Linked DNA regions of Pan troglodytes: region 1 is linked to region 2. Evidence: chromatin contacts called from public capture Hi-C data. All regions are on one chromosome and are shown on one strand. Each heading gives the region's core, a stretch centred on a gene start, on an enhancer-like site or on the middle of the called end of the contact. The rest is flanking DNA. Distances are from core to core; before and after follow the strand shown.

The links. Capture Hi-C pulls out chosen DNA fragments and counts their contacts.
Region 1: a capture Hi-C map of stem cell-derived neural stem cells shows a contact between it and region 2, with 4 times the contacts expected there. The contact joins two enhancer-like sites. A contact is called at or near these places in 3 of 7 Hi-C or Micro-C datasets (blood, induced pluripotent stem cells and stem cell-derived neural progenitor cells) and 1 of 1 other capture datasets (stem cell-derived neural stem cells).

The regions. Positions count from the first base shown.
Region 1 is chr6:81,998,927-82,005,837 of NHGRI_mPanTro3-v2.0_pri, forward strand. No RefSeq gene overlaps it. Among named protein-coding and RNA genes, the nearest start is that of GTF2IRD1, 25 kb to the left of the region's middle. Within about 2 kb of position 1,550, at least 4 of the 24 cell types and tissues checked have an H3K27ac peak or open chromatin away from gene starts, as enhancers often do. A contact at or near this core is called in stem cell-derived neural stem cells, where this site is marked.
Region 2 is chr6:81,856,987-81,864,392 of NHGRI_mPanTro3-v2.0_pri, forward strand. All of the region lies in intron 22 of GTF2IRD1 (GTF2I repeat domain containing 1), which reads right to left. Among named protein-coding and RNA genes, the nearest start is that of GTF2I, 78 kb to the left of the region's middle. Within about 2 kb of position 5,590, at least 7 of the 24 cell types and tissues checked have an H3K27ac peak or open chromatin away from gene starts, as enhancers often do. A contact at or near this core is called in stem cell-derived neural stem cells, where this site is marked.

The DNA.
Region 1 (6,911 bases), core at 300-2,799, 140 kb after region 2:
GGTGATCCACCTGCCTCAGCCTCCCAAAGGGCTGGGATTATAGGCTTGAGCCACCGTGCCCTGCTCAGTTTTATTTTTATTTTTTTAGAGACGGAGTCTCACTTTGTCGCCCAGGCTGGAGTGCAGTGGCATACTCTCAGCTCACTGTAACCTCTGCCTCCCAGGTTCAAGCAATTTTCGTGCCTCAGCCTCCCGAGTAGCTGGGATTACAGGTGTGCGCCGCTACGCATGACTAATTTTTTTGTATGTTTAGTAGAGATGGGGGTTTCACCATGGTGGCCAGGCTGGTCTCAAACTCCTGACCTCAGGTGATCCATCTGCCTCAGCCTCCCAAAGTGCTTGGATTACAGGCATGAGACACTGCGCCCGGCCAAGTTCTGGTTTGAATAGAAACTTAGGGCCTTCAGGCCAATTGCAGTGGCTCATGCCTGTAATCCCAGCACTTTGAGAGGCTGAGGTGGGAGGGTCGCTTCAGGCCAGGAGTTTGAGACCAGCCTTGGCACCATAGAGAGACCCCATCTGTACAAAATATACAAAAAATTAGCTGAGTGTGGTGGCATGTGCCTGTAGAACCAGCTGCTCAGGAGGCTGAGATTCGAGGATCACTTGAGCCCAGGAGTTCAAGTCTGCAGTGAGCCATGATCGCGCCACTGCTCTCCAGCCTAGGTGACAGAGCAAGACCGTATCTCAATAATAATAATAATAAATAAATAAATAAAAATTAAAAGTAAGGTCTTCAAGGCTGTCAATGGCCTCTTTTTTTTTCAGTTTGTTTTTTTGAGACAGAGTCTCACCCTGTAGTGCAGTGGCACGATCTCAGCTTACTGCAACCTCCACCTCCTGGATTCAAGCAATTCTTGTGCCTCAGGCTCCCAAGTAGCTGGGATTATAGGTGCGCACCACCACCCCTGGCTAATTTTTGTATTTTTAGTAGAGAAGGGGTTTCGTCATGTTGGCCAGGCTGGTTTTGAACTCCTGACCTCAAGTGATCCCCCACCTTGGCCTCCCAAGGTGCTGGCATTACAGGCATGGATGGCCTCTTGATAGAACGTGTTTACCTACTACCTGTTTTGAGTCACAGGCCCAAGCTTCTGCATTAGGAGCCTGTTTGCTGTCCCTCTCCTCTTCCTGCCTGGAAATCAAGCGGCTGCCCCACTCCTGCTACTTATAAGCTGTGCCACCTCGGGTGGCCACCTCCCCTCTCAGAGCCGCAGTTTCCCTGGAGTGATAGCAGTGGTTGCTGAGGGCTGCCTGACCCCCTTGTGAGCTTGCCGTCTGTCAGGCCACAGAAGCAGAGTCCTCTCCCCTCCGCCACTTTGCCACACTTGGGGACGTTTAGGGAACTATGGGTGCTCAGGGTCCTGTAGGTGGCACTGGCCCTGGCCCTGGGGCAGCCCGGCCCCCTTTCTGGGGTGGGGTGATGGCGTGAATCCCAAAGTGTATTTTTTTTTCCTACCCAGCTGGAGTTTCCGCTGACACAGCCGTGTTTTCAGCGCTGGCATTGTGCTTGTATTTAGGTCAGGCCTATTTTAATGCCGCTGGGGACTTGTGCCGGGCTGAGACTGCCTTCCAGGGTTGACACAGAGGAGTGCTGGGCTGCTGAGGGTTTGGAGAGGATGGATGGATGAAGGGAGGAGGGAGGCAGGTGAGGAGGGAGACAGGAAGTGGCAGGTGGCCTTGACCCCCAAATCCTGGCCTATCTGGGGCCCCTGCACCCTCTCCCTTTCTATTTTCTTTCTTTTTTTTTTTTTTGAGACAGAATCTCAGTCTGTCACCCAGGCTGGAGCGCAGTGGCGCAATCTCGGCTCACTGCAACCTCCTCCTCCCGGGTCCACACGATTCTCCTGCTTCAGCCTCCCGAGTAGCTGGGATTACAAGCGCCCACCACTACGCCTGGCTAATTTTTTTTTTTTTTTTTTTTTTGTATTTTTAGTAGAGATGAGGTTTTACCACATCAGCCAGGCTGGTCTCAAACTCCTGACCTCAGGTGATTCACCCGCCTCGGCTTCCCAAAGTGCTGGGATTTCAGGCGTGAGCCATCACGCCCGGCCACACCCCTCCCTTTCTGGCAAGGATCCCCACCCCCACATATACACACTTAGTCTGGTGGGAGGAGAGTCCTACACTGGGCCTCAGGGGACATGGTCGACATTCCTCCAATGTGTGATTTTGCAAGCGATGCTCTCTCCTGCCTCGGTTTCCCCATTTGTCCAAGGAAGGGTTGCTTTGATGACGCAGCCCAGCTCCTCTGGGACTTTGAGAGCACAGGCTGCCAGGCATGGTGGCTCACACCTGTAATCCCAGCACTTTGGGAGGCTGAAGCAGGAAGACTGCTTGAGGCCAGGAGTTTGAGACCACCCTGCACCACATAGCGAGACCGCATCTCTACTAAGAAATTAGCTGGGCATGGCCAGGCATAGTGGCTCATGCCTGTAATCCCAGCAATTTGGGAGGCCAAGGTGGGCAGATCACCTGAGGTCAGGAGTTCGAGACCAGCCTGCTCAATATGGAGTCACCCTGTCTCCACTAAAAATACAAAAAATTAGCAGGACATGGTGGTGGGTGCCTGTAATCCCAGCTACTCGGAAGGCTGAGTCAGGAGAATCACTAGAACCCAGGAGGTGGAGGTTGCAGTGAGCCAAGATCGTACCAGTGCACTCCAGCCTGGGCAACAAGAGTGAAACTCCATCTCAAAAAAAAAAAATTAGCCGGGCGTGATGGCATGTCGTTGTAGTCCTAGCTACTCAGGAGGTGGAGGCAGGAGAATCGCTTCAGCCCAGGAGTTCGAGGCTGTAGTGAGCTTTGATTGTGCCACTGCACTCCAGCCTGGGTGACAGAGCAAGATCCCGTCCTAAAAAATAAATAAATAAATATAACAAAAATAAAAAGAGCCCAGGCTGGTATCCCAGCACTGCCCCTTGCCAGCTGTGTGACCCCATCAAATTACAAAACCTCTCTGTACCCTAATGCCCTTAGCTGCAAAATGGGGATAAAAATAGAATCCATCTCACAAGGCTTTCGGGAGTGAGATGACATCAGGCATGTAGCAATGGTATGTGGCCCCCTGCTTGGAACTCGGGAAGTGCTGGTTGAGAAGCATTTAGTGGCGTCGATGTTATTTTCATCACAATTCGTCCTCCCCAAGGTGCCCCGCGCCTGCCAGCCCATGCTCAGCCCAGGTCTCAGAGCCGAGGAGCCCGGGTGCTCATTGATATTCTGGCCACCAGCATCCTTACCGGGCCTGAGTAAACCTAACCCGCGTCTATCGCCAGATCTGGTAATTAATACCCTTGACGGTTTTTATTGGAATGAAGCAGGATCTGTGCGTGACTTGGTTTTTAATTAATAACCAGCCTCCCTCCACACGTCCCTCCCGTCCCCCAAGCGCCCTTGAGGACAGGATGAGGTGTGGGCAGGGGCGGGGGGGTAAGTCACCAGGGCCTGGTTCAGTTGTCTCTGAAGGGAAGGTGCAGGGCAGGGCACGGGGAGGCAGCCCTGGGGTCATTTGCCATCAGATGCCCCAGACATTGGGCAGGATGGAGGAGCTGGTTCTCAGCTGGGCTAGGTCCAGTGATGTTCTGAACACAGTTTCTGACCTCAGGGAACACGTAGTCTAAGACATCCAAACGCACAGACACCTAAATCCCAAGAGCATGTGCTACAGGAGAAGCCTCAGGAAGGTGCTGGAGAAACAGCAAACCCAGGGCAGGCGCAGTGGCTCACATCTGTAATCCCCACATTTTGGGAGGCCGAGGTGGGTGAATCACTTGAGGTCGGGTGTTCAACACCAGCTTGGCCAACATGGTGAAAACCTGTTTCTACTAAAAATACAAAATATATATGTATATAAAACAAAAAATAATTAGCTGGGCATGGTGGTGCATGCCTGTGATCCCAGCTACTTGGCAGGCTGAGGCAGGAGAGTTGCTTGAACCCGGGAGGCAGAAGTTGCAGTGAGCCGAGATAGCGCCACTGCACTCTAGCCTGGGTGACAGAGTGAGACTCTGTCTCAAAATAAATAAATAAATAAATAAATAAATAAATAAATATAAAAATTAGCCAGGTATGGTGGTGCATGCCTGTAATTCCAGCCACTTGGGAGGCTGAGGCAGGAGAATCGCTTGAACCTGGGAGGTGGAGGTTGCAGTGAGCCAAGACTGCACCACTGCACTCCAGACTGGGTGACAGAGCGAGACTCCATCTAAAAAACAACAGAAAAAAAAAAAAAAAAGCAAAGCCAGGCAACCAGCTTGGCCTGGAGACATCAGAAAGTGCCTTTGAGCCGGGGCTTGAAAGATGATGTCGCTGTTCTGGTGACAAAGAGGAGCTGCTGTTCTAGGCGGCAGGAATGGCCTGTGCTAAGGCTCAGAGTCAGGGTGAGGCTGGGGGATCCGAAGGGAGGTGCTGGCAGATGGAGCTCCTGGTAACAGTGAGATGTGGTAGGAGATGAGACTAAGAGACCCAGCAGGACAGGCCTTAAGTGCAGGACTAAGAGGCCTGGCTTTATCCTGAGGGCAATGGGGAGCCTTAGCAGGTTATATACAGAGGACTGACATGGTCATATCTGATTTAAAAATTTTTTTAAATATTTTTATATGAGACAGGGCCTTGCTCTGTCACCCGGGCTGGATGCAGTGGTGTGATCTCAGCTCATTGAAGCCTCCACCTCCTAGGCTCAAGTGATCCTCTGGCCTCAGACTCCCGAGTAGCTGAGAATACACATACTTACTACCACACCCGGCTAATTGTTGTATTTTATTTTGTAGAGACAGGGGGTCTCTGTTGCCCAGGCTGGTCTTGAATTCCTGGGCTCAAGTGATCCTCCCGAAGTGCTGGGATTACAGGTGTCAGCTACCAATCTGATTGTTAGATTTGTTGCTTGGGTGTCCACAGTGTGAAAGGGCCGTACCACAGGAACTAGAGCGGGCAGGAGTGCAGTGGGGGTCACAGGCTGTTAGAGCCAGGGTCCATGCTCAGGCTCCAAGGCCTGATGACCCTTCAGGGGCCCAGGAGCCTGGACCTCATAGGACAAAGGGCCTGGCATCCTCTCTCCAATCCCAAACTTAACTCCTTCCTCTAGACATTTTTTTTTTGAGACAGAGTCTCGCTCTGTTGCCCAGGCTGGAGTGCAGTGGCACAATCTCAGCTCACCGCAACCTCTGCCTCCCAGATTCAAGTGATTCTCCCGCCTCAGCCTCCTGAGTAGCCTCCTGAATAGCCGGGATTACAGGCACGCGCCACCACACCCAGCTAATTTTTAGGAGGGACAGGGTTTTGCCCAGGCTGGTCTCCAACTCCCAGGTTCAAGCGATCCACCCATCTCTGTCTCCCTAAGTGCTGGGATTACAGGTGTGAGCCACCGCGCCCAGCCCCTCTTGCTATTTTTAACGTAGCCACCTTGTTGAGGTCCAAATGAGCATTTCCAATCCGGGCTCCTTTGCATAATTTCCCTCAATTAACATTTCTGAGGTGCCAAAGAAGACAGCAACTCCCACCTCCCCAGGTTGGGACCCCCCCACCTCCCCGCCACCAACCCTGGGAGGAACCCGGCTTCTCGGGAGAAGGGCACACTCCCTTCGTTCCGGAGGCTCAGTCGCAGGCACAGCTTGTGGAGCCTGATTGAGCCCAGGAAAATTGCTTGAACCCGGGAGGTGGAGGTTGCAGTGAGCTGAGATCTCGCCACTGCACTCCCACCTGGGCAAAAGAGCAAGACTCTGTCTCAAAAAAGAAAAAAACAAAACAAAAACAGCAAAGCCAGAAGCAACCAGCTTGGCCTGGAGGCACCAGAAAGTGCCTTTGAGCCAGGGCTTGAAAGATGATGTAAAGCCGGGCGCAGTGGCTCACGCCTGTAATCCCAGCACTTTGGGAGACTGAGGTGGGCAGATCACGAGGTCAGGAGTTCGAGACCAGCCTGGCCAATATGGCGAAACCCCATCTCTACTATAAATACAAAAAAAGTTAGCCAGGCGTGGTGGTGCGTGCCTGTAGTCCCAGCCACTCAGGAGGCTGAGGCAGGAGAATTGCTTGAACCTGGGAGGCAGAGGTTGCAGTGAGCCAAGATTGCGCCACTGTACTCTAGCCGGGGCAACAGAGTGAGACACTGTCTCAAAAAAAAAAAAAAAAAAAAAAGAAAGATGATGTAGCTGTCCTGGTGACCTTTGCCTCTCTGGGCCTCCGTTTCCCTATCAGTGAATTAAGGGGGCTGGGTGGTGTGATCACTACAGAGCTTTGCTCACCTCTGGCTCAGAAACCACACATGATCTCCTTAGCCCCACAACAAATGTGTAAGGGTAAAGTGCATGATGAGCACATTTAACAGATGAGGACATGGAGACTCAGAGAAGGGGAGACATTTGCCCAAGGCCATTCAGGGCTTCAGTGCTGGAATTAGACCTGGTCCCTGTATCTCACACAGCAGGATCATGTAGGCTTTACGAGCTCCTGGAGTATTTGGGGAGAGCAGATCCTCACGGGAGTACAAGAAGAGGAAAAGTGGGGCAAGCCAGGGCCATGGTCCCTGAGGGCTGGGGCCACCAGGAAACATTTCCATTCTGTTCTCCAGATCTCAGCCTCAACCTGCCTCCTCCAGGAAGTCATCCTAGATTTCTTGCTTCTCTGAGCTACTTCCTCCCTTCCTGTCTCCATTGACCACATGACTTGAGCCTCTCAGGTGGTTCCCTTCTCCTAGGAAGCTCCCATCTCCCTCCCTGGACTGTGGCTTCATCAAGAGTTAGTATGGAGGCTGGGCGCAGTGGCTCATGCCTGTAATCCCAGCACTTTGGGAAGCCAAGGTGGGAGGATTGCTTGAGCCCAGGAGTTCCAGACCAGCCTGTGCAACATAGCGAGACCCCCATCTCAATTAAAAGAAAAAAAAAAAAAAGAAGTTGCCGGGCACGGCAGCTCACTCCTGT
Region 2 (7,406 bases), core at 4,340-6,839:
AAGCGATTCTCCTGCCTCAGCCTCCCAAGTAGCTGAGATTATAGGTGTGTGTCATGATGCTGGGCTAATTTTTTGTATTTTTAGTAGAAACGGAGTTTCACCATATTAGCCAGGCTGGTCTCGAACTCCTGACCTTAGGTGATCCGCCCACCTCAGCCTCCCAAAGTGCTGGGATTACAGACGTGAACCACTGCACTCAGCCAGGTTTTTTTTTTTTTTTTTAATCAGTGTTGATTAAAAGTCCAGCATAGGCCGGGCTCGGTGGCTCACATCTGTAATCCCAGTACTTTGGAAGTTAGAGGTGTGTGGATTACTTGAGCCCAGGAGTTCCAGACCAGCCTGGGAAACATGGCAAAACCCCGTCTCTACAAAAAAATACAAAAATTAGCCTGGCACGGTGGTGCACGCCTCCAGTCCCAGCTACTTGGGAGGCTGAGGCAGGAGGATCACTTGAGCTTAGGGAGGTCGAGGATGCAGTGAGCCGTGATCGTGCTACTGCACTCCAGCCTGAGTGACAGAGAGAGACCCTGCCTTAAAAAAAATAAATAAATAAATAAAAATTCCAGTATCTAGGCCCGGTGTAGTGGCTCACGCCTGTAATCCCAGCACTTTGGGAAACCAAGGCGGTGAGATCCCTTGAAGCCAGGAGTTCTAGACCAGCCTGGGCAATGAAGCAAGATGCTGTCCTACAAAAATATTAAATAAGAATAATGAGGCCGGGCTCAGTGGCTCACACCAGTAATCCCAGCACTTTGGGAGGTCGAGGCAGGTGGATCACCTGAGGTCAGGAGTTCGAGACCAGCCTGGCCAACATGGTGAAATCCAGTCTCTACTAAAAAAAAAAAAAAAAAAAAAAATTAGCTTGGTGTGGTGGTGCATGCCTGTAATCCCAGCTGCTCAGGAGGCTAAGGCAGGAGAATTGCTTGAACCCGGGAGGCGGAGGTTGCAGTGAGCTGAGATTGCACTGCTGCACTCCAGCCTGGGCAATAAGAGCGCAACTCTGTCTCAAAGACAAAACAAAACAGAAACAAACAAAAAGAATAATGAAATAATAATAAAAGACCAGTATCTGGCACAGTGCTGGCCCCAGTGAGACACCTGGGCCTGTGCACAAATGAGTGACTGCACCTGCGCCCCCAAGGCCTCTGTTGGGGCCACACAAAGTCCGCTGTGGGTGGTGCTGAGCCCTCTCCATGACGCGAAGGTTCTTAGAGGGCTAGGCCTGCATGGCCCCCCACCTCCACCTCCCTCCTCTTTTGTCACCACACCCCTCCCCACAAGGCTGGAAGGATCGGGTACACCCAGTAAACCACATGTGCTGAGCCATGGTTACCGCCCTGCCCCTGCTCTACTTCTATGGCTCAGACACACGCATCAGCTTCTGTTCTGCACAAGGTGCCTGGCGACCGCTCGGTGCTGATCTCATTCCAGCCCAAATAAAGGTGCTGGTTGCTCTTGTCAGCTTGGGTGGTCTTCGCTGGGGAAAGGGTTTCTGGGAGGCTTTCTGGGATGTTGCAAAAGACTCTAAAGGCACCCCCAACCCTGCTCCCTTTCGGGTCTGGAAAGCCCGTCTATTTTAAATTTAAATTTTTTTTTTTTTTTTGAGAGAAGGTCTTGCTCTGTTGCCCAGGCTGGTGGGCAGTGGCACGATCACGGCTCACCACAGCCTCAACCTCCTGGGCTCAAGTGAGCCTCTTGCCTTAACCTCCTGAGTAGCTGGGACTACAGGCATGTGCCCTCCTGCCTGGCTCATTTTTTGTCAAGATGGGATTTTGCCATGTTGCCCAGGCTGGTCTCGAACTCCAGGATTGCTCAAGCAATCCGCCTGCCTCAACTTCCCACAGTGCTGGGATGACAAGTGTAAGCAACTGTACCCAGCCTGGAAGCCCGTCTAATAAAGGCTAAAAACCTTGGAGTTCCCTTCCCCGACGTGTGGAAGGTTGGGGGGCAGAATGGTGTTGCAATGACCCCAGCTAAGTCCCCACCAGCCAGAAAAGGGCAGGGTCTCCCCAACATGCCATCATTTCATGGCCCACTCTGCCACTTCAGAAGAAAGGAGGCGTCGGGCCAACTCTGGGCCCGGCAGTAGGGCGTCTCGTCTGCCCACAAAGGCCTCCAAGCCCCGCCCCGCAGATGCCAGCTCTCCCTGGGAAGGCAGAAGGGAGATCATTACTGAACCCTAATTAACAAAGACAAGCAGAGATAATTCAGTGGAGAAACATGTGGCTGGCGCTGGAATTGTGATATCTTTAGAAACTTGAGAAAGGGTGGCTTTATTTTGAGCTTTCAAGAGCAAAAGAGCTCTCAAGAGCTCAAGACAGAGTTGGAAGGGTGGAGAGGGGGTGGGGAAGGCCGAGAGAGGGAGGCAGGGGCCAGAGGGTGTGTGACTGTGTGTGACTGGCGACAAGGAAATGACTCTCAGGTCTTGGGCAGCAGAAGGGAGGATCATGGAGGATGTCCTTGTTCTGTATCACGTCAAAGAAATGGAGACCCAAAGACAGTTAACTCATCCAAGATCAAAGACAGTAAGTTAACTTATCTAAAATCAGAGACAAGCAAGTTAACTTATCCAAGATCAGAGATAGTAAGTTGACTTATCTAGATCAGAGATGGTAAGTTAACTTATCCAAGATCACAGGTAGCAAGTTAACTTATCCAAGATCAGAGATAGCAAGTTAACTTATCCAAGATCAGAGATAGTAGGTTAACTTATCCAAGATCACACAGCTCAGAAGTGATGGTACTTCTTCCTGAGAAGGCAAAAAGGGACCTGTTCCTGTGCCTGCCGCTCTTCAGTCCCTCCCCATGTCCACCCCAGTACCCTCTGCAGAGGTCAGTCCTACACTAGCATCCAGGCCTGGCTCAGGTCATCCTCTCCAGGAAGCCCATCCCACCATAGCACCCACTGGGTGACAGGAGACCCCACAGAAGAGAGAGGCTTAGCAGGAGATCAAAGAGGACAATGACAAGTGGTGCTACTGTATTTGAGGCTTCTGGCTTTTCTCCACTTGTACCCCCTGAAAAGGGATCACAGCCCTCTGGCAGGCATTTCACCCACAGCTGAGCTTCTCAAAATGGGCCTCAAACAATTCTGGTGGGGGTGAGAGGTGAATGTAAGTGGAATGATCTTCCTCGGTGGCATGTAATTTTTTTTTTTTGAGACAAGGTCTCACTCTGTTGCCCAGGCTGGAGTACAATGACAAAATCATAGCCCACTACAGCCTCCAACTCCCAGGGTCAAGGGATCCTCCCACCTCAGCCTCCTGAGTAGCTGGGACTATAGGCACATGCCACCATGCCCGGCTAATTTTTTATTTTTTGTCGAGACAGGATCTCTTTATGTTTCCCAGGCTGGTTTCGAACTCCTGGATGCAAGTGACCCTCCTGCCTTGGCCTCCCAAAGTGCTGGGATTACAGGCGTGAGCCACTGTGCCCAGCTAGCAGCATGTAATTTGACATAGTTCCTTAAACTGAGATGAAAGTGGAACGTTTACAGAGGAGACGATGTGGGGATGTCCTAGATAAAACTGGAGCCCGCCAAGAGCTTGGCCCCGACCAGTGGGGCTGTACGGGTTCCTCCGCTATGGGGACGTCAGCAGAAGAGCTTACCAGGGCCAGGCCTGAAGGGCCCTGTCCATGCTGCAAAGCCAGGCCTCCGAGGCTGTCCCCGCTCCATCCTGGCCAGTCTCTCTGCCTCACCACCTCCCACTCATGACAGCCCATCCCTCCTTCTCACCTGGTCATGCACTCCAGGGTGGCCCCAGGGGAGGCAGACGTGGCGTGGGCAATTCTTCCCATTTTACAAGTAGGGAAACTGAGGCCCAGGTAGGCAAGCCTGACTTGCTGGAGTCACACAGGAAGTTGGCAGCTCTGCCACATCCCTGGGGTCTGGAGCCCCTGCTCTGGGGAAGGAGAGGTGGGGCGCTGCCTTCCCACAGTCCCCTCAAGCTGGTAGGGACGGCTGTACCCCCAGGGTGAGAGGAGAACTAAAATGAGCGGAAGCTGGCCTGGGTCCGGGGAGAGCCCTCGTGTTTGCCCAAAAGGGAACTGGAGAAGGGTGGCTGGGCCCATACGCAGGGAGGAGCTGTGGGGAGCTGGTGGCGGGGCAGCAAAGAGAAGTGGATTTGGTGGGTAGAGGGGCTCCTCCTTGGTTTTAGTCCTCCCCACAGCCCCTCCAAAACCGGCAGGGCTCTCCTGTCCCTTTCTCCTCTCCTGCAGCAAGCCCTATAGGAAGCGGCCTCTCTAGTGAGTGGCAGCTCAACCTCTGCTTAAATGCCTCCAGTGACGGGGAGTTCACTACCTTCCAAAGCTTTTAAAAAATGTTAACCACTGCTATTCAAGAACAATTCTAGAATTTTTTTTTGAAAGACAAGGTCTCATTCTGTCTCGCAGGCTAGAGTGCAGTGGTGTGATCACAGCTCACTGCAGCGTTGACTTCCTGGGCTCAAGCGATCCTCCCTCCTCAGCCTCCCGAGTACCTGAGACTACAGATGTGTGCCACCACACTGGCTCAATGTTTTCATTTTTTGTAGAGACAGGGTCTCACTATGTTGCCCAGGCTGGTCTCCTGGCTTCAAGCAATCCTCCTGCCTTGGCCTCCCAAAGTGCTGGGATTACAGGCAATGAGCCACTGTGTCTGGCTTTTTTTTTTTTTTTTTTTTTTTGAGACAGAGTCTTGCTCTGTCACCCAGGCTGGAGTGCAGTGGTGTGATCTCAGCTCATTGCAATCTCTGCGTCTCAGGTTCAAGCGATTCTCCTGCCTCAAGCTCCCGAGTAGCTGGGATTACAGGCGTCCGCCACCATGCCTGGCTAATTTTTGTATTTTTTGGTGGAGACAGGGTCTCACCATGTTGGCCAGGTTGGTTTTGAACTCCCGACCTCAGGTGATCTACCCGCCTCAGCCTCCCAAAGTCCTGGGATTACAGGCTGAGCCACCGCGCCCGGCCCTGCTGTTGCTTCTGAGGTTTGAAAACCGCTGCCTCAATGCTCCTGACTCAGCTCTTCTTACCCAAAGGTTCCCCCACCTCGTCTACTCTGTTCCTGCACATTCGCCCTTTCCTCCGACGCCCCGGGCAGGTGTCTCTCTGCCAGCTCCACGCTTCTGAGAGGCCCCCAGCCTGCCTGCCACCCTGCCTGCACTAAATACCACTCAGGTTTCACTATGGGCCCCTGGATGTGTCTCACAAGCCCACAGACCCAGCCTTAGAGACGAGCACCACCATCACCCTTCTGGAACCTTCCGCCCTCTTCACACCCTGCTGCTGCCTCTAGATCCTAACCCCATCCATCGTGGGGCCCAGCTGCCCACTGCCTGGGTTCAGACCTTCTCAACACTCCCTGGCTTCTCTGCCCTAGTTTTGCCTTCTCTAATCCACCCTTGGTGGGTGGAAATATGGTTACCATGGTAACCTGAAGACAGCGCAAATCTGATCGTATCATTACAATGACTGGAAAAACTGCCAGTGCCACAAAATAAAGCTCAAGTTACTAGCTTTGCAGGCTAGGCCCTTTACCATTCCGGCAGCATTTTTGGGGGCTATTCTCCATCCCCCACTCACTGCACAACCCCACCTGGCCACCCCAGGCTCAGGCCGCAGAACAGCATAGACCAGGGAGTGGCTTTGGCCTCATGCTAACTACCTGATTTTTGTCTGTTTCAGGCTGTTTGCTCAGTTACAAAATGGGAAGGAAGGACAACAGCACCCACCTCACAGGCTAAGCGTCTAAGAGGCTGTGTGTGAAAAGCCCACAGCACAGGGTCTGGCACGCGTGGACGTGCGGGATGGGAGGAGGGGATTTCCCAGCTCCTAATCTCTGCAGGGACTGGCCCCTGGCCTAGGGAACACCAGCTCCCCAGGGAGGGGGAGCTTTCCCTGACCCCCCGATGTGTGGCAGGCAGAGGAGAGTGAGCTACTTCTGGGAGGGGAGTTGGGGGAAAGGGCAAGTTAGTCTTTACTGAGGGTGGCAGTGAGCTGGCATTTTGGTCTCACCTCAGCTGCAGAAACCCACCCTGCTCCCGTCTTATTTCCTGGGGATTTCAGCTGTGTGCAGGCACAGATGCGTCATCCAAGTGCCCCACACGTACCTTGACCTCTTCTCCTCCCTCTGGCCAGTCCTGAACCTCTTGGTGATCCATGGCGGCACCTCTGTGTCCTACATCCTTCTCTGGCCATCTCCTTCCCTCCTTCCAGCCCTCCCTCTAGAAACCTGACCCCAACTGTCCTTCATCCCCATGGGGACATTTAGTCCACTGACTCATCACCCTCCCCTGTCCCTCCCTGAGAGAAGGAGCAGGCAGAGAGGAGCTTGCATGAGCCTTCAGCAACCCTCTTCCACCCATCCTGTTTCTTTCTTTTTCTTCTTCTTCTTTTTTTTTTGAGACGGAGTCTCGCTCCGTCGCCCAGGCTGGAGTGCAGTGGCACAATCTCGGCTCACTGCAAGCTCCGCCTCCCGGGTTCATGCCATTCTCCTGACTCAGCCTCCCAAGTAGCTGGGACTACAGGTGCCAGCCATCACGCCCAGCTAATTTTTTGTATTTTTAGTAGAGACAGGGTTTCACTGTGTTAGCCAGGATGGTCTTGATCTCCTGACCTTGTGATCTGCCCGCCTGGGCCTCCCAAAGTGCTGGGATTATAGGCGTGAGCCACCACGCCCGGCCCTTTCTCCTTTTTTTTTTTTTTTAAATAGAGATGCAGTCTTGCTATGTGGCTGGTCTCAAACTCCTGGGCTCAAGTGATCCTCCTGCCTCGGCCTCCCAAAGTGCTGGATTACAGGCGTGAGCCACCATACCCGGCTCCGTTCCCTTTCTAAGCAGGGTGCTCCTTTTCTTGCCATTCCCCCCATCCTCCTTCCTCTCCCCCAGCTCACTTCCCTCTCTACTGAATCTGCTGAAGATCATGCAGCTGCTGTTCCTACCTCTAAAACCCTCTCTTGGCTGGGTGTGGTGGGTCATATATGTAATCCCAGCACTTTGGGAGGCTGAGGCGGGTGGATCATTTGAGGTCAGGAGTTTGACACTGGCTTGGCCAACATGGTGAAACCCCATCTCTACTAAAAAATACAAAAAATAGTCGGGCGTGATAGCACGTGCCTGTAATCCCAGCTACTCGGGAGGCTGAGGCAGGAGAATCACTTGAACCCGGGAGGCAGAGGTTGCAGTGAGCCGAGATCACTCCACTGCACTCCAGCCTGGGCAATAGAGCGAGACTCTGTCCCCTCCCTCCACCAAAAAAATAAAGCCCTCTCTGCAGCCATTCCACTCTCAACTCTTGTTCATTCTCTCCTGCCCTCTAAAAGGTGATCCTTTTAGACCTGACCCCCCCGATGTGTGGCAGGCAGACGAGAGCAAGCTACTTCTGGGAGGGGAGTTGGGGGAAAGGGCAAGTTAGTCTTTACTGAGGGTGGCA